Regions from separate parts of the Ovis aries genome. Here region 2 is linked to region 1. Evidence: chromatin contacts called from public Hi-C data. All regions are on one chromosome and are shown on one strand. The core of a region is the stretch at or near the end of the contact, and the rest is flanking DNA. Distances in the headings are between cores, read along the strand shown.

Region 1 (7,015 bases), core at 1,334-3,833:
GCGCCTTGGCCACCCTGGGTTAAATCCCCTGACCTGGCCTCTCTCCCACCTCCCTGCCTTTGCCAGGGCCACCAACCCAGAGCACCGACTCTGTCCTCTTGGCAAGGGCTCTTGTGTGTCTGAGGGTCCAGCAGGAGCATCACCCCTCCCACAACTTTCTCCACTCCCCAGGTGGTGGGCCCCCCTCACCCCGACTTGATGTCCCTCCCACAAAGCACTGGATATTCAGTAGAGGCAGTTGTGAGCACAACTGCCAGCTGTCTTCCACCCTGTCTTCGGTTGGGTTCCCTAGAAGCAGAGCCCAAGATGGAGAGTGGGTGCAATTCTCAGGAGGTGAGGGAGGGAGGCAGAAGCGGGGACAGGCAAAGGTGAGGCCTCCGCTGGAGTCTGCCTTCATCGCTCTGCAGCCCAGAGTGGGTTCTACTCTGAGGCAAGGCCGTGGCCTTTTATATTCCACACACCAGTCATTGGCCCAGCTTTGTGAGGGTACTGGGGTGCAGGGGGGTATTAGCCAAAACTCTCAGCTGTGGGGAGGTGGAACCCCAGCCTGGGGGAGGGGGCCTGGGCAAGGCACCAACAGCACCCTCTCCAGGGTTTGAGTCTTTGTGACCAGGATCAGATCTGAGCCAGTCCAGGGTCCCCAGTGCCCCGCAGAGGGCCTGGCATGGAGCAGCCTTAGGCAAAGCTGGGGGTCTCAGGCCGGGATCCAGGGCAGCCAGGTGGGCAGCTTCTGATTCCTCATCTTTCCTGGCATCACGCATGGCACCTCCTAAGGACTAGATGCCCCGGGGCCTCCAGCATCCAGACCTAGCAAGCCCCTCAAGGGAGCCTGGATTCTTGGCAGCCTGCCGGGTTTCATCTTCCAGCTCAGCTGCTTCTTAGCTCCGTGGCCTCCGCAGTTGTTGTCGGGTCGTTCTCGCAGCCTCCACTCCCCCGATGTGTGGAATGGGAATGGTAGGCACGTCGGCCTCTTCGGATCCGCGCACTCGATTACACTATAGTTGCCGGCATCGTTTTTTATTAGGAGGAATAGTATTGCTCCTGTTAACTGTAACGTTAGAGCCCAGCGGTAATCTGACTCTGCCAGGACGTGGGACTTCCTAGTGTGGTCTCCGATCTCTCCTGGCTTTCGTGGCGGGCACCGAGAGGTTCACACCCTGTGCGTTCTGCCCATAGATCACGGCCGTGTGCAACTTCTTCACCTACATCCGCTACATCCAGCAAGGCCTGGTGCGGCAGGACGGTGAGCGCCCCCTAGTGGCCGATCGGGGTGGCGCCCGGGAGCGGCGGCGCGGGGCGGGGCGGGTCAGCCGTGGCCGGGGCCAACCCCAGCACTTTGCTGCCCTCCTCGGAGGGAGGAGTCAGCGAGAGGGGAAGGTTGTGAATTAGCAAAGGGCTCCTCGGAGCGTCTGTTGCTACGCCCTATGGAGAGAGGAAGAGCGGAAGGAGCTTCCTGGGAGTTGCCTCACCAGGAAAACCAGTCGGAGGCCCCTGCATACCTGGATCCCGCTGCTTTGTCCTTTGCAGAAACCTCTCCCAACCCCCGGGGCCTGAACGAACACCATCCCTGTTACTGGCCTGGCTTCCGAGACCCTACACGGTGGGGCCTCCCCTGTGAATCAGCTCCCCGCCGCGTGGCCTCCAAGTGGCGGCTGAACACAGGCTCGCCCCACCTCCCTCTATAGTCCCTCCCCCACCCTTGTCCGACAAGTCCCCTGCCCACCCGTTGTGTCCCCTGCCCCCATTCTGCCAGGCCAGGGGATAGGCCCTGCTCAGGGTGGCTGGAGAGCATTTGCAGCCTGTCTGAGTGTGTGACAGTGTGTGCGTGCATGTCCGTGTCAGGCTATGAAAGTGACCGTTGTCACCTTCAAGCCTCCCAGGTGTTCAGCACTCAACAGTTTGCAGGACCTCAGAGAAGAGCCTCTAAGAGGTCCGACCACTCACAGAGGTCATCTGTCCGGAAGGACTGGGGAGTCCTAGGGGTGCCTGCCAGCTGCTATACCCAAAACCATGGGGAAGGGCCAGGCCATCTGCCTGAGGTGACCCTGGGGGTCACTGAGCTGTTCACCTTCTCTCTTTACCTACAGCGGAGCCCATGTTCTGGGAGATCACGAGGCTGCGGAAGGAGATGTCACTGGCCAAGCTCGGCTTCTTCCCCCACGAGGCCTAGGGCATGGCCCAGGCCGGGAGGGCGGCTCTGAGCTGGAGATAACACCCGCCCCAAGATAGACTGACAGATGGGGTCCTGGAGCCAGCCCTGAGCCAGGAGCTGAATGGAGGAACAAATGGCCAGGCCTCGGAGGCAGCACTGAGCCGGCACCAAATGTCCAGCCCTGGACAGGACCTCAGGAGGTGACCTCCTCTCCTCCTCAGTAGTACTACAGCCACCAGGAGACTTTCAAGAAAGCACCAAAGACCAAGGAGCTGGGAGCCGTTACAAAGGGGCTCAGCCCTTGGCAGGGGACCCCTGCGGCAGCCAGCACCCCCTTGCTATCCCAGGAGCTGTTGCCTGCTGGTGCCTCGCTGGTCCCATCTCCAGGGTCTCTTCCTCACCCTTCCAGTTCGCAAGCCCTGGGCACCAGCACCCCCTAGTGGCCATGCTTCACCCCATTCCCAGATGGCCTCCCCACCGAAGGCCTAGTGGACCTGCCATCCCAGGTGCCCACAGGGCAGCAGAGTTAGGAGGGGCGGGCAGGGCTTCCCCGGCTGTCTTCCACTCCATCCTGTATCTGCCTGAGATGGATCGGGGCCCTCGTCCCCCTCCCTCCCTGCCGGCCGAGCCCTGTGCTGCAGGGAGCCCTGCCTCCACCCCTGCTGGGAGGATGGGGGCACTGTCTTCCCAGAGTCAAACACAAATGGGCCACAGGACACCCAGGCCTGTTTTCAGCTGTGCCTGGCCATTCAGACAACAGGGGCTGAGATCGCCCAGCCCTGCACGCAAGCCTGGGGTGGGGCGGGCAGGACCCGGGCCCCTCCTCACCCCACACGGTGCCGGGGAGCCAACCTGGACACATCCCTCACCATGTCCGATTTCCTCCTCTGAATGGAATGTAGCACGATCTATTTAATAAAGGATGGCTTTGTTGGTAGAGGCTGGGCAGCCACGCGCCTTCACTCCTGCGCCCTGGGGCTTGGGCCAAGCCTTGGGCATCTGAAGGAATGAAACAAAATCCTTTCCTTGCCCGCCCTCGTGCTTGGGATTAAACCCAAATCCTGAAGGGATTGCTGCAGGCAGCATCCCCGAAGTCCTCCCCAGTGTTCCGTGGGCCCGTGGGTTATTGGGGGTGGGGAAGGTGAGCCCAGCTCCCCCTCCCTGTGAGGAGGGGTCTGCTGTCAGGAGAACAGGGGAATCTGTCCTGGCCTCCCTAGGAATCCTGGGCAGATCCCTTCGAGGTCCCTCTGCCCGGTGTCACGTGGAAGCCTGGAACTCAGAGTCAAGGCATCAAGGCCTTCCTGGAGCACACAGGACGGAGGCAGGATTGATTGGTGATGTCTGCCAGCAGCACAGCAGGGGCTGTGGTCACTCTGGTTTTCCCCGCCCTGGTTAAAGGACAGTAGTAGTCGGAAGAAAGTAGGGGTGGCCTGGGCCTCTGAGGCTCCAAGTGGTCCTTGAGAGGTGTCTTGGGGTGCCTGGTCCCCTCCCTACTGGTAGGGATACGGGCCAAGGCCAGTGGGTGTCCTTCCTTGGCGGGGGGCATGGCAGCTTCTGGGTCAGTATTTACTGAGGCTGGTGATCCCTCGAGGGGACTTCTCTGAGACCTTGGGGCCACTCAGCTGGTAGGTCAAGGCTCCCCACTTTATCACTCATTTCAGCCAGTAGCCTTTTCCCTCTTGCTCTCCTGCCTCCCAGATTCTCCCTCCGCCGCAGACCCTCCTCTCCATTCCACTTGTGATTTAAATACCTTCTGTCTCCCAGCCCCTCTGGGATGTTCACCAGCTAGGCCTCCTGTCATAGACGGTCATTTATTCACTCAACAAACACTGGGCAACTCATACGCAGACACAGTTCCTGGTGCTGGGGGTACCTTGTTGGAGCTGAGACTCTCATGGGGAGGCTGGTAATGAAAATAACGCATGGAGAACATCCAACATGGCAGATGGAGGAAGTGAAGCGAGGAGGGCGATGGAGGGTGTCAGGGAAGGAGACATTACATGGAGTCTCCTATGTCCTCTCCTGCCTTCAGTCTCTGTGTCCTGGGTCAGTCCTGGGTCAGCTGGAGGACTAAGGAGGATGGAGGTCTGGACCCTGGAGCCGCCCCATGCCTGCCCGGAGTTTCTGTGCTTGCGGCCCTGCCATACCCACCACCAAGGAGACACCAGGCAACACTTCAGAGCCCTGGCAGAGATTCCCCACCCCAGACTCGCTCCGCCTGCACCTGCGGTAGCATTTCCTGGTGTCAGGCCCAGATGAGGCGAGGTCAGCCAACAGTACGCTAAGATACCTGGAGGCGCGTGTGACTCACACACTGTGGCCTCAGTATCTCAGTATTTATGAGCACTATTATGTCCTGGGGCGGGTTCCGAGCCCTTTCCATTGTGAAATGAAAATACCTCTTGCCATATTAATAAACAAGAAATGTCACAGCCATCAGCGATTTCTGACCTCCAAAGGTGAATGGGGATGCAATCCAGCGGTTGCTGCTACCCCTCACGGTGAGTGCTGAGGAGCTGGGGGAATACAAAAGCAAGGTGAACAGGCAAACAGGACTGGCCCCTGAGAGCTGCAGTGTGTATGCCAGGAATGAACTCAGTGATCCCCTTCCCTGGTGGCTCAGACGGTAAAGCAGTAAAGCATACGACGCGGGAGACCCGGGTTCAATCCCTGGGTCGGGAAGATCTCCCGGAAAAGGAAATGGCACCCCACTCCAGTATTCTTGCCTGGAAAATCCCATGGATGGAGGAGCCTGTTAGGCTACAGTCCGTGGGGTCGCAAAGAGTCGGACTCGACTGAGCGACTTCACTTTCATACATAGAATGCTGAATTCCTTAGCTTGATGCTGCTGCCGCTGCTGCTAAGTTGCTTCAGTTGTGTCCGACTCCGTGCGAGCCCATGGACGGCAGCCCACCAAGGCTCCTCTGTCCCTGGGATTCTCCAGGCAAGAATACTGGAGTGGGTTGCCATTTCCTTCTCCACCTTAACTTGATACCTGATCTTTAATGTTCAGACTGCTTGTACCCTTTGTTGCAAATTTGAATATAACCCGACTTCCACTCCTGCCTCCTTGGAGGCAGTTTTCTCGGAGCTACTGAGATGCTGTCTCCCTGGCTTGGAGTCCTAAGCATTCCCACCAAATAACTCTATTTTCAGGTTGTGACTGTATTTTTTAGTCGATTGCTGCTGCTGCTACTAAGTTGTTTCAGTTGTGTCTGACTCTGTGCGACCCCATGGACAGCAGCCCACCAGGCTCCCCTGTTCACGGGATCCCCCAGGCAAGAACATTGGAGTCGGTTGCCATTTCCTTTTCCGTTTAGTTGACAACATGAACAAATTCACTTAATGCTCAGGGCACCCCTGTGAGGTACTATGTACCCCCATTTTGCAGATGAGTTGACTGAGGCACCAAGAGGTCGCACAGGAAAAAGTGGCCCCAGATTAGGAATAAATGAGCCCTGTCCCAGAGCCGACGGCATCAGCCAGCCTCCTAGAAGCTTTCCTCTCACCACCTGCCGAGTTCCTGATGCTGCCTTAGGCCCTTCTGTGTTTTTCAGTTGTGCAGAATTAGGGTCAGGTGGTGGCAGATGGGGATTTTAATCTAGGTTTGTTTCTCACATTTACCTCCTGACAGCTGCACCTGCAGGCTTCTGGGGGCGGGGGCTCTCAGGGCTTTGAGAGTTAGGAGGGGAAGGCTAGCTGACATCAGCCACACAGGAGCTCTTCCTCTCAAGTGAACTTTCTAGATAACCCGCTCAGGTCTTGCTAAGTGCTGCTGGCACAGACAGCCACGTCCTAAAAGCCAGCACCAGCTACAGTCATTGAGCCTGAGCCTAGCCCCACCCTGGCCTCACACTATGTGTCAGATCTTACCATCTTCCGAGCCTCTCCTGTTTGATCTCGCCAGGGCTGAGGACCTGGGCAAGTCACTCCCCTCTGGGCCCCAGTTTTGAGTTGGGAATATCGGACTAAATGACCTTTGCAGCACTACCACCCCCCCCTTTTAAAAAATTTATTGTGGTTTAAAAAACAAACCGCAAAATGTACCATCCTAACCATTTCTCACTGGACAGTTCAGGAACATCAAGTATGTTCACATTGCCATGAAACAGATCTCCAGGATGATTTCACCTCACATATCTGAAACCGTGAACCCATTGAAGAACTCCCCTACCTCCACCCCTGGCCACCACCAGGCTATAACTACCTTAGTGATTTTCTCTAAGTGGAAAGTTTAGTCACTCAAGTCTTGTCTGACTCTTTGTGACCCCCATGAATTGTAGCCTACCAGGCTCTTCTGTCCACAGGATTCTCCAGGCAAGAGTACTGGAGTGGGTTGCCATTGCCTTCTCCAGAGGATCTTCCAGATCCAGGGATTGAACCCCAGTCTCCCACACTGTAGGCAGACACTTTACCATCTGAGCCACCAGGGAATCAGGCAGTGTTTTGTCTCTTGATGACTGGCTTATTCTACTTAGCATAATGTCCTCAAGGCTCACCTGCGTTGCAGCAGCCTGGGACAGGATTTCCATCCTTTTTAAGGCTAAATAATGCTCCATAGCGCTTCCCTTGTGGCTCAGATGGTAAAGCGTCTGTCTGCAATGCAGGAGATCCGGTTCGATCCCTGGGTTAGGAAATTCCCCCGGAAAAGGCAATGGCAACCCACTGCAGTATTCTTGCCTGGCAAATCCCATGGACGGAGGAGCCTGTTAGGCTACAGTCCATGGGATCACAAAGAGTCGGACATCACTTCACTTCAATGTTCCACTGTATGCAGAGACCACACTTTATCTCTCTGTTTAGCTCTGTTGAGATGACTTCCCTCATAGCTCAATTGGGAAAGAATCTGCCTGCGACTCAGGA
Region 2 (7,284 bases), core at 3,539-6,038, 180 kb before region 1:
AACTGCTGCTCCGATCCAAGTCCGGCGACCCCCCCAACACAAATCCCAGCCTGCCCAAGCCCCACGGCTCCCGGCCTCCAAGGCTTGCGGCTGCAGTGAACCAACGGGGCGGTACAGCGCGGGCCAAACCTACGATTTTCAAAACTGAAGGTTCGACCAATCCCCGTCAAGTTTGTCTGGGCGGCTGCAAAACTCTAAGCCAATCAAGTAAAAGGAAGCACCAGTCAGCCCATCGATTGGCTCTGTGGATTGGCACTCTGCGGGACTAAGAATAGGGGAGAGGAAGCGTTGAAACTTTAACCTGTACAGCTTCCGGGAACAGCGGCGCGCGGCCTGGAGAGGAGATCTCCCGAGGTGGGAGTTGCGCGCGCAAGGTCTCACACGCAAGAACTACAAGTCCCAGCGTGCATTGCGAGTGCCCTGAGGGACCTGGGAGATAGGTGAGGCCTTAGTGCCTCTTCACTGCCGTTTCTTCACCCAACTCTGTCCTCAATACGGGCCGAGCTCAGCCATTTTACAGAAATAATATAGACGATGATGTTTCTTAATGATTTCAACTTAAACTTACAAAGCAAGACAGCAAAATTTATAATAGAGCGAAATTGGGGGGAGGGAAAAAAAAAATGATAATAATAGAGCGAAATTGTTTCCATAACAGTTAACACTGTCTGAGTCACAAGTAAAGCCAAATTGCTTGTATGTTTTCCATGCTGTCAAAGGTTAAAGTAAGAATCCAGATTTCCATTTCAGCACAAATCGCCAACCTCAAACTGCAGTTCCAGCATACTTTTTCAGACTTTGATGCAAATACAGAGGACATTTCCATTATTTCATAATCCATTTAACCCTGTTATTCAGGACTTGCCACTTAATCTCCAACTGGAAGTCATTAATCTGTAACGCGATGACCTGCTAAAAGGCAAATATCAAGAGAAGAAGCCAACAGTTCTACACATACATTTCTGGTGATAGTTAAGTCGCCAAGTCGTGTTGGACTCTCCTGAGACTCCATGGACTATAGCCGACTCTGTGGACTGTAGCTCACCAGGCTCCTCTGTCCATGGGATTCTGCAGGCAAGAATATTGGAGTGGGTTGCCATTTCCTTCTCCAGGGGACATTCCCCACCCAGTGATTGAACCCTGGTCTGCCAGCATTGAAGGCAGATTCCTTACTGACTGAGCAACTCAGTTCAGTTCAGTCGCGTCTGACTCTTTGTGACCCCGTGGACTGCAGCACGCCAGGCCTTCCTGTCCATCACCAACTCCCAGAGTTTACCCAAACTCATGTCTGTTGAGTTGGTGATGCTATCCAACCATCTCATCCTCTGTCATCCCCTTCTCCTCCTGCCCTCAATCTTACCCAGCATGAGGGTCTTTTCAAATGAGTCAGTGCTTCACATCAGGTGGCCAAAGTATTGGAGTTTCAGCTTCAGCATCAGTCCTTCCGATGAACGCTAAAGGACTGATCTCCTTTAGGATGGACTGGTTGGATCTCCTTGCAGTCCAAGGGACTCTCAAGAGTCTCCTCCAACACTACAGTTCAAAAGCATCAATTCTTCGGTGCTCAGCTTTCTTCACAGTTCAACTCTCACATCCATACATGATTACTGGAAAAACCGTAGCCTTTACTAGACAGACCTTTATTGGCAAAGTAATGTCTCTGCATTTTAATATGTTGTCGAGGTTGGTCATAACTTTTCTTCCAAGGAGCAAGCATCTTTTAATTTCATGGCTGCGGTCACAATCTGTAATGATTTTGGAGCCCCCAAAAATAAAGTCTGACACTGTTTCCACTGTTTCCCCATCTATTTCCCATGAAGTGATGGGACCTTCTTCACCTCATGTGAAGAGATGACTCATTGGAAAAGACTCTGATGCTGGGAGGGATTAGAGGCAGGAGGAGAAGGGGACGACAGAGGATGAGATGGCTGGATGGCATCACCGACTCGATGGACGTGAGTTTGAGTGAACTCCAGGAGTTGGTGATGGACAGGGAGGCCTGGTGTGCTGCAATTCATGGGGTCACAAAGGGTCAGACATGACTGAGCGACTGAACTGAACTGACTAAGGGGATCAGATGCCATGATCTTAGTTTTCTGAATGTTGAGCTTTAAGCCAACTTTTTCACTCTCCTCTTTCACTTTCATCAAGAGGCCCTTTAGTTCCTCTTTACTTTCTGCCATAAGGGTGGTGTCATCTGCATATCTGAATTTATTGATATTTCTCCCGGCAGTCTTGATTCCAGCTTGTGCTTCATCCAGCCCAGCGTTTCTCATGATGTACTCTGCATAGAAGTTAAATAAGCAGGGTGACAATATACAGCCTTGACGTACTCCTTTTCCTATTTGGAACCAGTCTATTGTTCCATGTCCAGTTCTAACTGTTGCTTCTTGACCTGCATACAGATTTCTCAAGAGGCAGGTTAGGTGGTCTGGTATTCCCATCTCTTTCAGAATTTTCCACAGTTTATTGTGATCCACACCATCAAAGGCTTTGGCATAGTCAATACAGCAGAATAGATGTCTTTCTGGAACTCTCTTGCTTTTTCGATAATCCAGCAGATGTTGGCAATTTAATCTCTGGTTCCTCTGCCTTTTCTAAAACCAGCTTGAACATCTGGAAATTCACGGTTCATGTATTGCTGAAGCTTGGCTTGGAGAATTTTGAGCATTACTTTGCTAGCATGTGACATGAATGCAATTGTGTGGTAGTTTGAGCATTCTTTGGCATTGCCTTTCTTGGGATTGGAATGAAAACTGACCTTCTCCAGTCCCATGGCCACGGCTGAGTTTTCCAAATTTGCTGGCATATTGAGTGCAGCATTTTCACAGCATCATCTTTCAGGATTTGAAATAGCTCAACTGGAATTTCATCACCTCCACTAGCTTTGTTTGTAGTCATGCTTCCTAAGGCCAACCTGACTTCACATTCCAGGATGTCTGGCTCTAGGTGAGTGATCACACCATCGTGATTATCTGGGTCGTGAAGATCTTTTTTGTACAGTTCTTCTGTGTATTCTTGCCACCTCTTCTTAATATCGTCTGCTTCTGTTAGGTCCACACCATTTCTGTCCTTTATCGAGCCCATCTTTGCATGAAATGTTCCCTTGATATCTCTAATTTTCTTGAAGAGATCTCTAGTCTTTCCCATTCTATTATTTTCCTCTATTTCTTTGCACTGATCACGAGGAAGGCTTTCTAATCTCTCTCCTTTCTATTCTTTGGAACTCTGCATTCAAAGGGTATATCTTTCCTTTTCTTCTTTGCTTTTCACTTCTCTTCTTTTCACAGCTATTTGTAAGGCCTCCTCAGACAGCCATTTTGCTTTTTTGCATTTCTTTTTCTTGGGGATGGTCTTGATTCCTGTCTCCTGTACAGGGAGTGTCACGAATCTCCATCCATAGTTCATCAGGCACTCTGTCTATCAGAGCTAGTCCCTTAAATCTATTTCTCACTTCCACTGTATAATCATAAGGGATTTGATTTAGATCATACCTGAATGGTCTAATGGTTTTCCCCACTTTCTTCAATTTAAGTCTGAATTTGGAAATAAGGAGTTTGCTTATTGCTTATTTTAGTTCTCTGATTCCTAGTTGTTGACGTTCACTCTTGCCATCTCCTCTTTGACCACTTCCAATTTGCCTTGATTCATGGACCTAACATTCCAGGTTCCTATGCAATATTGCTCTTTATTGCTCAGACCTTGCTTCTACCACCAGTCACATCCACAACTGGGTGTTGTTTTTGCTTTGGCTCCATCCCTTCATTCTTTCTGGAGTTATTTTCCATTGATCTCCAGTAGCATATTGGGCACCTACCAACCTAGGGAACTGAGCCGCTAGAGAAGCCCATTTTCTGGTGATGAATATGGTCAACTGAAATCATCTCAGATTATCAATATCTGGCATTACTTATCTGTGTGAAAAGACACTTTAAAAAGGAAGTGGGTAAAAATCTCACTGTAGATTTGCATTTACAGATGAACATCATATTTGAGTTTTAATGATTATTTTTGTTCAGCCATTCAGTCATGTCTAACCCTTTGTGACTCCGTGGACTGCAGCACTCCAGGCTTCCCTGTCCTTCACTATCTCCTGGCAGTCCCTCAAACTTAACTATGAGCCACAGTTAAAATATTATCCTCCACGTCCCAGCCTCAAACTACAATTCTGGTTTAATTAGTAGGGCTATTCCCTTAAAAATTTTAATCATTATTGCTTTATATTGAATTACATCAATTTTTAAAGCTGTAGAGAAGTTTTTCTTTCCTTACTAAAGTACCTATGTAATATAGGAGATTTTGCCTCGTAAGCCCACAAAGCCTAAACTATTTACTGTCAATCCTCTCTAGAAGTTTGCTGATCCCTATTTTAGAATCCTGGTGGCTCAGACAGTAAAGAATCCACCGGCAATTCACGAGACCTGGGTTCCACCCCTGGATTGGGAAGATCCCACGGAGAAGGGCATGGCAACCCACTCTAGTAATCTTGCCTGGAGAATCCCCATGGACAGAGGAGCCTGGCGGGCTACAGTCCATGAGCTCGCAAAGAGTTGGACACGGCAGTGACTAAGCACAACACAAGTTAGAACATTTCTCGAACTAAACATGGGTACCCCTTTAGTAGCCTGCAGCTCGGTTCAGTGGACATGCAACTGCACCTCTTGGCCAAGTATTAATACTCTGCCCACAGGCCAGCTGCCAAAGATTCCCTTGCTCCAGCTGCCCCTGGACAAGAGTTTAAGCCCAGCAGCACAGACTGCGCAGGCGTAACGGAGTCTGCCGCAGGCCCCTCTGCGCAGGCGCAGGTGATTAGAAGCCGCTGATTGGCTGCTCAGAGTGCTGCCCTGCCAAGCGCGGTTCTAGGCGTTTTACTTTCTAGACAGTTTGTGCCAGAGGATCTGGCGACCAGCGAAGGACGGGCTACCCAGGCTGGGGCTTCATGCTGCGGGTGGTGTATGGACCTGGGAGCAGATCGTGGCTTCTTGGACCCCTAAAATTATCCTGAGTGAGGATATCCCTTCATTCCTCTCTTCCAACAGTTTAATTGTGAAATAGAGGACACATCTAGAAAAAGGCACAAAACAGAGATATACAGCTTATTAGTTTGTCAAAATCAGTCCTTAAAAAGCACCTCCCAGGTTAAGAAATAGAGCTTCGCTAGCCTCCCGAAAGCCCACTTGCTCCCTTTCCCAAAGTAAAGCCTTAAAGAAAAAAAAAAAGTATGGTAATTATTAATTGCTCCTACAGTAGTCTGTCCTTATTCATGGTTTCATTTTACAAGATCTCAGTTATTCGGGGTCAGATGCAGTCTAAAAATATTACATGGAAAATTCCAGAAGTAAATAATTCATAAGTTTTAAATTGTTCTGTGTTCAGAGTGGGGTGTTGATATCTCATGCCACCTGCTGTATCCAGCTGCTGCCAAGATTCATCCCTTTCCAGTGTACCCCACCCATTTAGCTACTTACTGTCTTGGTGTATTGGATTGATTGTCCAGGCATCAAAGTGCTCAGTGTTCAAGTGGCCCTAATTTTACTTAATAATGCCCTCAAGGCACCAGAGTAGTGATGCTGGCGATTCAGATATGACAAAGAAAAGCCATGAAGTGCTTCCTTTAAGTGAAAATGTGAAAGTTCTTAATAAAAAACAAAATACACAGATTACTAAGATCTTTGGTAAGAATGACTCTTCTATCTGTGAAATTGTGAAGAAGGAAAAAGAAACTCATGCTAGTTTGCTGTCACACCTCGAACTGTAAATGTTTCAGCCTACAGTGCCTGAGAACTGCTTAGTTATGATGGAAAAGGCATTACATTTGTACAATAAGATATTTTGAGAGAGAAAGACCATATTCATATAGCTTTTATTACAATAGATTGCTGTAATGGTTCTACTATTATTGTTGTCAATCTGTTACTGTGCTTAATGTGTAGGAAAAAACCTGGTATATACTATGGTACTGTCTGAGATTTTAGACATCCACTGGTGGTGATCTTGGAAACTATCCCCCACAGATAAGGGGGACTACTGTATAGGTTTACCACCAAAGCACATGCATCTCTCAACATAATTTTTGTTTTTTAAAAAATAAAAATTTGTGTTAAAAAAATAAAGTGTTATACAGTTTGCTCTTGTGTCTGGCATCTTTTGCTCAATATTATGTGAGATTCATCCATGCTGTTATTTGTGGCTCTAGGTCATTCTTACTACTGCTATATAAAAGTATTAATACTACTTATGAATATTTTGCAATCTTAATTAATTCTGCTGATGGGGATATTTGGGATACGACTCTTTCCATATGTCTGTTATTATGAAAATGCTGAGGCATATAGCGAGTGTATGTATAACTTTATAAAATACAATTTTCCAGAGTGGTTGCACCATTTCACCCTTCCGCATGTAACTGATTCTAATTTCACTTGCTCCACATCTTCCCTACCTTGTAGAGGATCACACAAATGTCTGCCCATGCTCTGAAATTCCAGTCACTCCACCTGCTCCTGGATCTGATATCTGCTTCCTCAGCTACTTAATGTGCCAGCTGGCCGCACCCCAGGAAGACAGTGGTCCTGGGGCTCAACCCCAGGTGTGTCCCTTCTCTTCAAGACAACAGTCTGCCTCCTCCTGTGGTCTAATGCCTAAAAAGAGTTGCTCATATTTTTCACTCCAGCTTTACTGTTGTTTACCATAGGAGGGCTTATTCTATAATAGTTCCATCCCAGCTGGTAGCCAAAGTTCTCCACAATTGTGTTTTATTTGGGCGGCCTATATATTGACGTCTCAAAGAATCACTCTTTTTGTTGTTACCCTCTGATCATAATGGCTGAGAAACTCATTTATATGAACTAGGAAGTATGCAAAGGAAATTTAGTAAAAGAATGCTTCTTGATCCTCATGGAGTAAAGAATAAAGCTCACCAAACTAAATCCCTGAGTTATCTGTGTGGTCTCCCTCAAGCAGTGAATGAAATCACAATCAGTAGCTCATTTGTTGAGGATTGAGTTTGAGGAATCCTAGTTTTTGAGCAGCCAGTTTTAGGCTGAATGCAGTCAAGCGCATTTCTGTCTCTAATGTACAGCAAAAGCCACGCTGTAGTCCCATGTGCTGCTAATTAGCATGGGGATTTGGATGAATGGTTAATGGCAGCCAGCTACGACAGCCTGATGCATCCAGCTTATAACAGAGAGACTCTTGCCAGTGGAATCAGAAATACGTAAAATCTGCCATGTTCCCTGAGTACATACCTAAGAGATGTAAAAAGTTACTCTTATGGCACCCCAC

What was found. A called contact is a pair of places that touch in the nucleus more often than the background predicts.
Region 2: a Hi-C map of hypothalamus shows a contact between it and region 1, with 4 times the contacts expected there. The contact joins two enhancer-like sites. A contact is called at or near these places in 3 of 16 Hi-C or Micro-C datasets (hypothalamus and tail adipose tissue).

The regions. Positions count from the first base shown.
Region 1 is chr21:36,972,494-36,979,508 of ARS-UI_Ramb_v3.0, reverse strand. It overlaps RAB3IL1 (RAB3A interacting protein like 1), which reads left to right. Exons shown (of 11, transcript XM_060404304.1): 10 at 1,177-1,243; 11 at 2,088-3,089. The coding sequence ends at 2,170. LOC132658371 (a long non-coding RNA gene) reads right to left here. Exons shown (of 2, transcript XR_009597943.1): 2 at 2,794-7,015. Among named protein-coding and RNA genes, the nearest start is that of FADS3, 8.7 kb to the right of the region's middle. Within about 2 kb of position 2,583, at least 11 of the 54 cell types and tissues checked have an H3K27ac peak or open chromatin away from gene starts, as enhancers often do. A contact at or near this core is called in hypothalamus, where this site is marked.
Region 2 is chr21:37,150,980-37,158,263 of ARS-UI_Ramb_v3.0, reverse strand. INCENP (inner centromere protein) reads right to left here and starts at 102. Exons shown (of 18, transcript XM_027959478.3): 1 at 1-102. Within about 2 kb of position 4,788, at least 8 of the 54 cell types and tissues checked have an H3K27ac peak or open chromatin away from gene starts, as enhancers often do. A contact at or near this core is called in hypothalamus, where this site is marked.